2 separate regions of the Mus musculus genome follow, and region 2 is linked to region 1. The links are chromatin contacts, called in public promoter capture Hi-C maps. All regions are on one chromosome and are shown on one strand. The core of a region is the stretch at or near the end of the contact, and the rest is flanking DNA. Distances in the headings are between cores, read along the strand shown. Region 1 holds the start of Tarm1 (T cell-interacting, activating receptor on myeloid cells 1). Region 2 holds the start of Tnni3 (troponin I, cardiac 3).

What was found. Promoter capture Hi-C pulls out the DNA fragments that hold promoters and counts their contacts.
Region 2: a contact with region 1 is called in a promoter capture Hi-C map of liver, with 2.9 times the contacts expected there. The contact joins the promoter of Tnni3 here to the promoter of Tarm1 in region 1. A contact is called at or near these places in 5 of 39 promoter capture datasets (the 3T3-L1 cell line, the HPC-7 cell line, HPC-7-derived erythroid cells and 3 more), 1 of 115 datasets of contacts at active chromatin or transcription factors (embryonic stem cells) and 2 of 9 other capture datasets (adipose tissue and embryonic stem cells).

The regions. Positions count from the first base shown.
Region 1 is chr7:3,500,245-3,504,367 of GRCm38.p6, forward strand. It overlaps Tarm1 (T cell-interacting, activating receptor on myeloid cells 1), which reads right to left and starts at 2,380. Exons shown (of 6, transcript NM_177363.4): 1 at 2,188-2,380. The coding sequence starts at 2,221.
Region 2 is chr7:4,520,246-4,524,368 of GRCm38.p6, forward strand. Tnni3 (troponin I, cardiac 3) reads right to left here and starts at 2,283. Exons shown (of 8, transcript NM_009406.4): 1 at 2,060-2,283; 2 at 1,825-1,837; 3 at 1,571-1,657; 4 at 1,100-1,141; 5 at 718-849; 6 at 193-282. The coding sequence starts at 2,070. It overlaps Dnaaf3 (dynein, axonemal assembly factor 3), which reads right to left. Exons shown (of 12, transcript NM_001033548.3): 10 at 3,899-4,010; 11 at 3,693-3,767; 12 at 2,688-3,614. The coding sequence ends at 3,071.

The DNA.
Region 1 (4,123 bases), core at 1,130-3,629:
CTGTGTAGCCCTAGCTGTCATGAAACTCACTCTGTAGACCGCAGGCAGGACTTGAACTGAGAGGTTCGTCTGCCTCTGCCTCCTGAGTGCTGGGCTGAAAGGAGTGCGCCACCACTCTCTAACTTTAATTGCAGTTTTTACTGCTGCATTAAAACACCATGCCCAAAAGCAACTTGGGGAGGAAAGGGTTTGTTTCAGTTTACAACCCTCAGATCACACTGCTTCACTGAGAGAGGTCAGGGAAGGAACCTGGAGACAGGAGCTGATGCAGAGTCTATGGAGAAGCACTGACTCCTGGCTTGCTTCCCAAGGTTTGCTCAGTCTGCTTTCTTATCCACCACAGGATCACCTGCCCAGGGATGGTACCACCCACAGTGGTCTGAGCCATACCACAGCAGTCATTAATCAAGAAGATGCACACTTACTAAGGTTGAAATGATCCAGAGATTAGTGTAGTCTGTGAAATGACATGCAAATTTGTGAAGCGTACCATAAAAAAGAAAAGAAAATGCCCCCACAGACTTACCAACAAGCAATCTGATGGGGGCATTTTCTCAAATGAGGCTCCTCTTCCCACATAATCCAACAATTGTAAGGTTAACAACAAAATCAAGACAAACTCCAAGTCCCATCAAACATCTCCAAGATGGTCCCACAACAAGGAACCCTGTAAACTCAGCCCTGTTCATAGAACTCTGAGCAACATGGAACCAGTAATACTGTTTGGGTTAGACACACGTGGGTTGAAATTTGGTTTCCTCAAAATCTCTGAAATATTGAGCCGGGTGTGCTGGCGCACGCCTTTAATCCCAGCACTCGGGAGGCAGAGGCAGGTGGATTTCTGAGTTCGAGGCCAGCCTGGTCTATAAAGTGAGTTCCAGGACAGCCAGGGCTATACAGAGGAAACCCTCTCTTGAAAAACCAACCAACCAAACAAACAAACAAATCTCTGAAATATGTTGGAAATCACTTTGGTTTGCAAATTCAGATCAGATTTCTAACCTATAAAAGCAAACTTAATCTTCTTCAGAAGGCTTTTAGGGTTGTTCATTTGTTTTTAAATAGGGAGTGGGTTAGGATGGTCTCACTATTTAGCTCCTGCTGGCCTGGAACTTGCTATGTAGACCAGGCTGACCTCAAACTCACAGAGATCCGCCTGTCTCTGCCTCCTCAGAACTAGGATTAAAGATGTTCTACTGTACATGCTTTGTTTCATTGTTTTACATACAGTCTCATATAACCCAGCTGGGCTCAAATTCACGACGGAACCAGATGACTTTGAACTCCTCCTGACTCCTCCTCTCTAGAGCTGGGATTACACCTTGCTAAGGAAAGTTATTTAATAACATTTGTCATCTATTGTAGTAGTAGTAGTAGTAGTAGTAGTAGTAGTAGTAGTATTTATTTATTTATTTATTTATTTATTTATTTATTTATTTATTAAAAAGAGCTAGACATGGTGGCACAAACCTGTAATCTCAGCATTTGGCAGGACGATCTCTGTAAGTTCAAGACCAGCTTGGTCTACATAGTAAGATCAACCAAGGCTGCATGGTAAGATCTTGTCTCAACAAATTTTAAAAATAAGTAAACAAGAAGGTCTTTCTGATGTTGGTCTCTGTCCTATCTCAATCATAACAAGTTGGCTTCGTATAAAAGAAAATAGCGGGCTGCTGACTCAACCTTGGCTAGCAACAGCACATAGAATTTCTAGTTTTGATTCCTTTACATTATATCTATGCTCTATCTGCTTTGTGTCTGTCTGTGCGTGTGTTGAAGGGAGGGGGGATGTTTATGTAGTCCAGGCATTCCTTAAACTCCCTACTTAGCTAAAGATGATCTTCAAATTTTATTTGCCTCTCTCCATCTACCATGTACCGGAGTTACAGGTTGCATGTCACTATTCTTGATTTATAGTACTGGGAATGGAACTAGGGCTTCACGTACACTTGGTAAGCACTACCAACAAAGCTACAGCCCCAGCCCCTATCTTTTCCCCATCTCTGTCTACTACATGTTGAGCATTTGTTTTGCCCTAACATGTACAGTGAACTCACTGAAATTTCTGGTTTGTCCTATGCACTCAGCACACTGATCTGGTGTAAATTCTGGCTTCAGTCCCCACCCAAGTATCTCACCAGCTTTATGATTTCCTGGAAACTGAGTGTCCCACCCTGAATAACTTACGGAGGCAGAGAAGGGAAAGGAGCCTAGAGATCATGGTGGCTCAGCGGCTGGTCCAAAGGTCTTCAGCAGGTCTACTATCAGCAGAAGAAAGTGGCCAGGACATCAGCATCCCCAAGCTCAGGGAGTAGGCAGGATTGGTTTTGAGATCGCTGCTCAGTTCCTTCCTCACACGTTCACTCGCAGGAAATGTGCTGATGCTATCTGTTGCAACATGTTCCTATAAACCCCTTCAGAGACTTGCCTCACTTGGTCCTCTTCCGTTTCAAATTTCAGGCCTTACACAAGTAATTTTCAAAGGGCCTAACACTGGGCTTGCTGGGTTTATACTGAGCTGAGATTTGTGTAAACTGAGAGTCATATATCATAGTCACTAGACGTTGGCCAATATTCCTTTCCTACTAGAGATGATCTGCCTCTCCTTACTGAGGAAAAGTGACAGAGCCCAGACAGTTTCTCTTTCCATTTTATTTTGCTGGATCTCATGTAGCCCAGGGCAGCCTCAAAATCACCATGTAACTGAAGATGACTATTTATTTATTTATTTATTTATTTATTTATTTATTATATGTAAGTACACTGTAGCTGTCCTCAGACGTACAGAAGAGGGCGTCAGATCTCATTACAGGTGGTTGTGAGCCACCATGTGGTTGCTAGGATTTGAACTCAGGACCTTCGGAAGAGCAGTCAGTGTTCTTACCCACTGAGCTATCTCTCCAGCCCTGAAGATGACCTTGAACTTCTGGTCTTCTTGCTTCTACCTCCTGATGGGATTATGGGTATGTGTCACCACATATGGTTTAGGCAGTGCTGGGAATTGAACCCTGGGCTTTGTGTTTGCTAGACAAGCACTCTACCAACAAAAGCCACAGTCAAAGGTCCCCAAATGCATTTCAAGCTACATGAGTGAACATTAGTCATGATGACATTTGCCTTTAATATTTGTTTTAGTATGAGAGTTTAGTTTAGTGTTTGTTTGGTTTGGTTTGAAACTAGGTCTCAATATATAGTCCAGGGTGGTCTCAAATTTCCCACTGATGAGGATGGTCTTGAACTTCTTATCCTTATGCTTCAATCTGGGTACTGGGGACAGAATTTTTCAGTCAAGGAAGCTGCTGAACACATGAAGATGCTCAGGTCAAGACTAGGCCCATGGCTCAGGAGTATAGTGCTTATCTGGGATGCATGAGTCACTAAGTTTAAACCCCAGTGCCATCACCAAAAACAATCTCAAAAAGAATTATCATGATTATTCATAAAAGATCAAATTGATAAAATGATACAATTATCATTATCCATAAAAGATCAGGGTGGAAGGAGCCCAATGAGGATGATAAATAAATCATAATATAATCATAAAAGTGAATGATCTCAAGCTTCCACAAAAATAAATAAATAAATAAATAAAATACATGTAAGACCATGAAATCTCAGAAGTAACATGGAGTGTGAAAGAACTTGGACACAAAGAATGCATGTGGTCCAACTCTAGCTATCCTGGTCAACTGCAGGCAAAACCCAGTCACAGAAAAATTCAAAATGGATTATCTAAGAAGAAGTAGAAATTGACTATAGAGAGGAGGGCCAAGAACACTTTTAAGAGCGCTAAAATAGTCTAGTTTTTTATCTACACAATGTGTACACCAAGGTGGGAGAAAAAGATCTGATAAATTATAGGCATGGCAGATGATAGATATAGATGAATGGTCGACAGATAGAAAAGAAGATAGGTAGGGAGAGAGAGAGACAGAGACAGAGAGACAGAGAGAGAGATAGGTAGATGATAGATGTAGGTAGAACAGACAGACATATAGGCAGACAGACAATGTCATAGTTTAGATTTGGAATGGCTATTTTCAGCTTAAGAGATCAGGAATCTTCAAAAGATGGGTGGGGCCTTATAAAAGATCTTGAATCTCTAGAAGTATGCCCTTGAAGG
Region 2 (4,123 bases), core at 1,033-3,532, 1.0 Mb after region 1:
TCTACAGGCCCGTTTGTGCCACCCAGGCTCTACTCTGCAGAGACAGCTTCCTTTGCCACGAGGTACCTGTGCCACTGCCTGCTTTCTGCTTAGAGTTATCTCAAGCACAAGAGTCCATAGCCCCCAGCCCGAAGCTACAGTCTGGAGATCTTGGTGTAATGTGAAGGTCCCAGGCTTCCCCGGGCTCCCCACCTCAGTGATGTTCTTGGTGACTTTTGCTTCCACGTCATATCTCTCTTCATCCACTTTGTCCACCCGAGCGTGAAGCTGTCGGCATAAGTCCTGGTGAAGGAACGCGTGGATGCTGAGAGGGAGGCTGGAGATTGGGTTCCCTGGTCTGAGAGAGGAGACCTCTGGGTCTGAGGAAGGAGGCCTAGGCTCTGGACCCCCGAGTTTGAGAGAGGAGTGCTGGGGTCTGGACTCCTGAGTCTGAGGAAGGAGGGGGTGAAAGGAAGCTGACACCGGAATCTGCACTCCAGGGAACTTAAAGAAATATGGCCGGGAACTAAGAATTCTGAGACCTGGCAGATAGAGGCTGGAGAAATACACTGGGTTTTGAAGCTGTAGGGCTGAACGTATTGCTTGGCATAAGGATTGCAGATCCTGAGCAGAACTTGAGATGGTGCTTATGCTCCTGATACCCAAGGGATGCCAGGCCAGAGATGAGGAACCTCGGGTCCCAGGCTTATCCGGAATCCTTGCTTTGTAAACTGGTACCTGAAGCTCTTCAAAGCCCAGCCCATCCAACTCCAAAGGCTGGCAACGAGTCCTCAGAACGCGCCCCTTCTCTCCACGTCGCTCTTCTGCCTCTCGTTCCATCTCCTGCTTCGCAATCTGCAGCATCAGAGTCTGCGGAATGGTTGGAGCAGACAACAGAGTCCCAAAAAGTATAAGAATAACAAATTTCCCTCCATCCTCCAGAGAGACAGAATATCCGAACATCCAAGTTTGTGTCTTTTATTCAAAACCTGCCTCGTTTCTGCCCGCGCGCACGTGGGGGGGGGGGGCGGGGGAGGCGGGGACTGACACACTCCGGAAGCGAAACCACTCCCCCAAAGCTCCGCCCACCCAAGCCCACCCACTGCGACCTCATCATCACCTTCAACTGAAGTTTTCTGGAGGCGGAGATCTTAGACTTTTTCTGCCAAGGTGATATGGAGAAAGGTCAGTGTGAGGTCCCAAAGTGGACACTGGGTGGAGCTGCAAGGCATCACGACCCACTCGAGTGCATACCCATTCGGGTCAGACATTCTTCAACCAGAACGCGGAGTCCACTGGAAGCCACGCTCCTCGGTCCCATCTACCAATCTTTGTCTCCGACTAGAGCTACGCACTGCCTATCTATTCACTGCTAACCACTACGCTCACGCCTAAACCTTGCTGTAGGCAAGTTCCCCCCAACCACAGGCCGCTGTCACCAAGCCCAACCTGAACCTTTCTGAAATTCTGCCCCACCCATAGGGCTCTGCCCATCACCCTACCACCCCTTTCCAGGGCCTTGGTCCTGCCCCCTTCTGGGTCTCAGAGGATTCTTGAACCCAGAAGCCCATCCTCTTGGACCCCGCCCCACCTTGGCGTGTGGCTCGGTGGCATAGGCTCGGTAGTTGGCAGAGGAGCGGCGTCGGACAGGAGCAGGCGCAGGCTGCGGTTCCCCAGCCTGGAATTGAAGCAGGCTACATCACTACCCAAACCCTCCCATCCAGCCCTTCCTGGATACCTCACCTCTAGCGGCAGGTTCCCCTGCCCACTGGTCCCCAGTCCTCTCCCTGCAGCACCCACTCTGGACCGAAGGTTCCCTACCCCACTTCTTAGCTCACAGCTCACCGCATCGCTGCTCCTGAAGAGAGAGAAACCGTGAAGAGGAAATCACTGATGGTGGTCCCCTGACTCTTGAACCCCAGGAGTCTGATTCCCAAATTCTTACCTCATTTCTACAGAAATCCAACCACCCTTGCCTCCTACTCTCTCAGGACAAGTATCCAACCTGGTTGCACCCTCAAGACCCACCGCACCTCTCCCTGTTGAGGTCTCCACCCCAAGGCTACGAAGATTCACATACTCATCAGCCATGATGATCTCCAGAGGCAGAGAACAGGATCGGAGATTCCTGGAGGGTCCTGGAAGGGTGTCCCTGGTGACCTTGGAGGTCTCTAGAGGTTGGGTTTCCTCTGGGCTGCTCAAGCCTCACTGAGGACACTGAGATAAGGGGCGAGGACAAAGACTAAATATACTGCTGTCTCCTCCCCTGCCCAGGATAAGCGATAACAGGGTGTGAGGGGAGCCGTGTGCAAAGCTCCAGTTGGGTCAACCAAGGTGCCCAGGATCTACACCCCTCCTCCTTTGACTCTAGCGCCCCAGCTCCCTCCTCCCTCAAACTTAGGAAAACCCGGAGCAAGGTCCCTCTTCTCTCAAATCCAAGAGTCTAGACTTCAGCTTCCCATGTTCATACCCAGAAATCCATGCCGGCCTTCTGTCCTCACACCTAGGTCCCTCACTGAACTGCAGTCTTTCTGGGACCTAGTGTGTCCTTTCTCTCCCCCACGTTTCTGTCGGTTTCAGTGGCCCTGGCATGTTTAGTTTGAAGGATCTTATCCTTCACTCCTGTGAAATTCAGCCAAGCCCACTTGCAAACCCACAATCGGGACCCATCCCTGCTGCTCCCACCCTTCTTGGCACTGGAGACCGACTGAGGACAGGACACACAGAGGTGACCCTGCGCTTTTTATTTGAATCACATTCAAGGAAGGCTATGCCCTTGTCCTTCCCAAAAGCAGCATGTCAAGAAAGGCCCAAGACAAAAGAGAGGATCTGGAGCCCAGGGTTGTCCCTTCAGCCTTCGATCCTTGTCAGGATAAGTCTCAGATAACAGTCTAGGACCCATCCCCCACCCTCACCCCTACCCCCCAAATAGTACAACCGAGAGTTCCAGGAAAGGAATTTGAAGTTCTAGTCATATCCCTGGGGTTGAGAAGGAACGCAGAGTAAAACCGCATGCAGGTGGGCTGAGCTGGTGATGTCAATCCCTGGGCCTGCTTCAGCAGTTAAAGGTGGGCTACGTGGTCCCTGGGGTTCATGTTACATGTTTTGGAGGTGCATTCACCCAGGACGTTGCCATAGCTTCCTGGAGTGGGCTTATCACTTCCGGAGGAGAGGCCAGGTCGGCTTGGGGAAGGCTGATTGCTTCTACAGGCAGGACTAGCTTAGCCTGGGGTGGGCTCATCGCCTCTAGAGGTGGGATCTGGTCAGCTTTGGATGGGCTCAACGCTTCTAGAGGAGGGGCCTGGTTGGCCTGGGGTGGACACATTGTCTCTAGAGGTGGGGCCAGGTCAGCCAGGGGTGGGCTCATCGCCTCTAGAGAGGGGGCCTGGTTAGCCTGGGGCGGACTTATCGATTCTGGGAGAGGGGCGCGGGTAGATTCCACTTTGGAGGGCGCGGGTCCAGATTCCACAGCTGAGTCTCCGCCACCCGGAGTGGAGTCCCCTAACTTGTAGAACCTCGCAAAAGTCTCCGAGGGTTTGGTTGCAGTGTGAGGGGCGAACCCAGCCACCCGCGCTATCTCTACAACGCGGTCAGAGAACGCCTTCAACTCCTTGGGCCGCAGGTCCACCAAGTACCTATGTTGGGAAACTGTGTGTGAGGAGACCTGGCTTTTGGCCCAGCTGTGACCTTCCCACCCCACTCCTCTGGCTCACCGAGCTAATTCCACAACCAGGTTCCCTCCGGGGGCCACGCAAGCCCCGAGCTCAGGGCTGAGAAGATGGACCATCCTAAGGAGAGAAAGGACTAGGAGCTGAGATACACAGGTGGGGACGGAGGTCCAGAGCAGGATGGAGACTGCAAAGCTTAAGTTCCGGCTTCTGACAACGAATAAACTGGGGCCCAATCCTAGGTCTCTTACCCACAGGACACGTAGAGGAGCTGGAACCGGCCCTGGTAGCAAGTCTTGTGGTGGAGAGTCTGCGAAGAATCGAGAGGCAGAAAGTGGATAGTGAAGGGTTCTTGAGCAGGCACTGAAAGAGAAGGGAAGAAAGAGGTCAGATCTGGGGCTGAAGAACTGGCTCAGTTGCTAAGCGGGTTTGATACTCTTTCAGAGACCCTGAGTTTGCACCCAGAACCCAAGCTT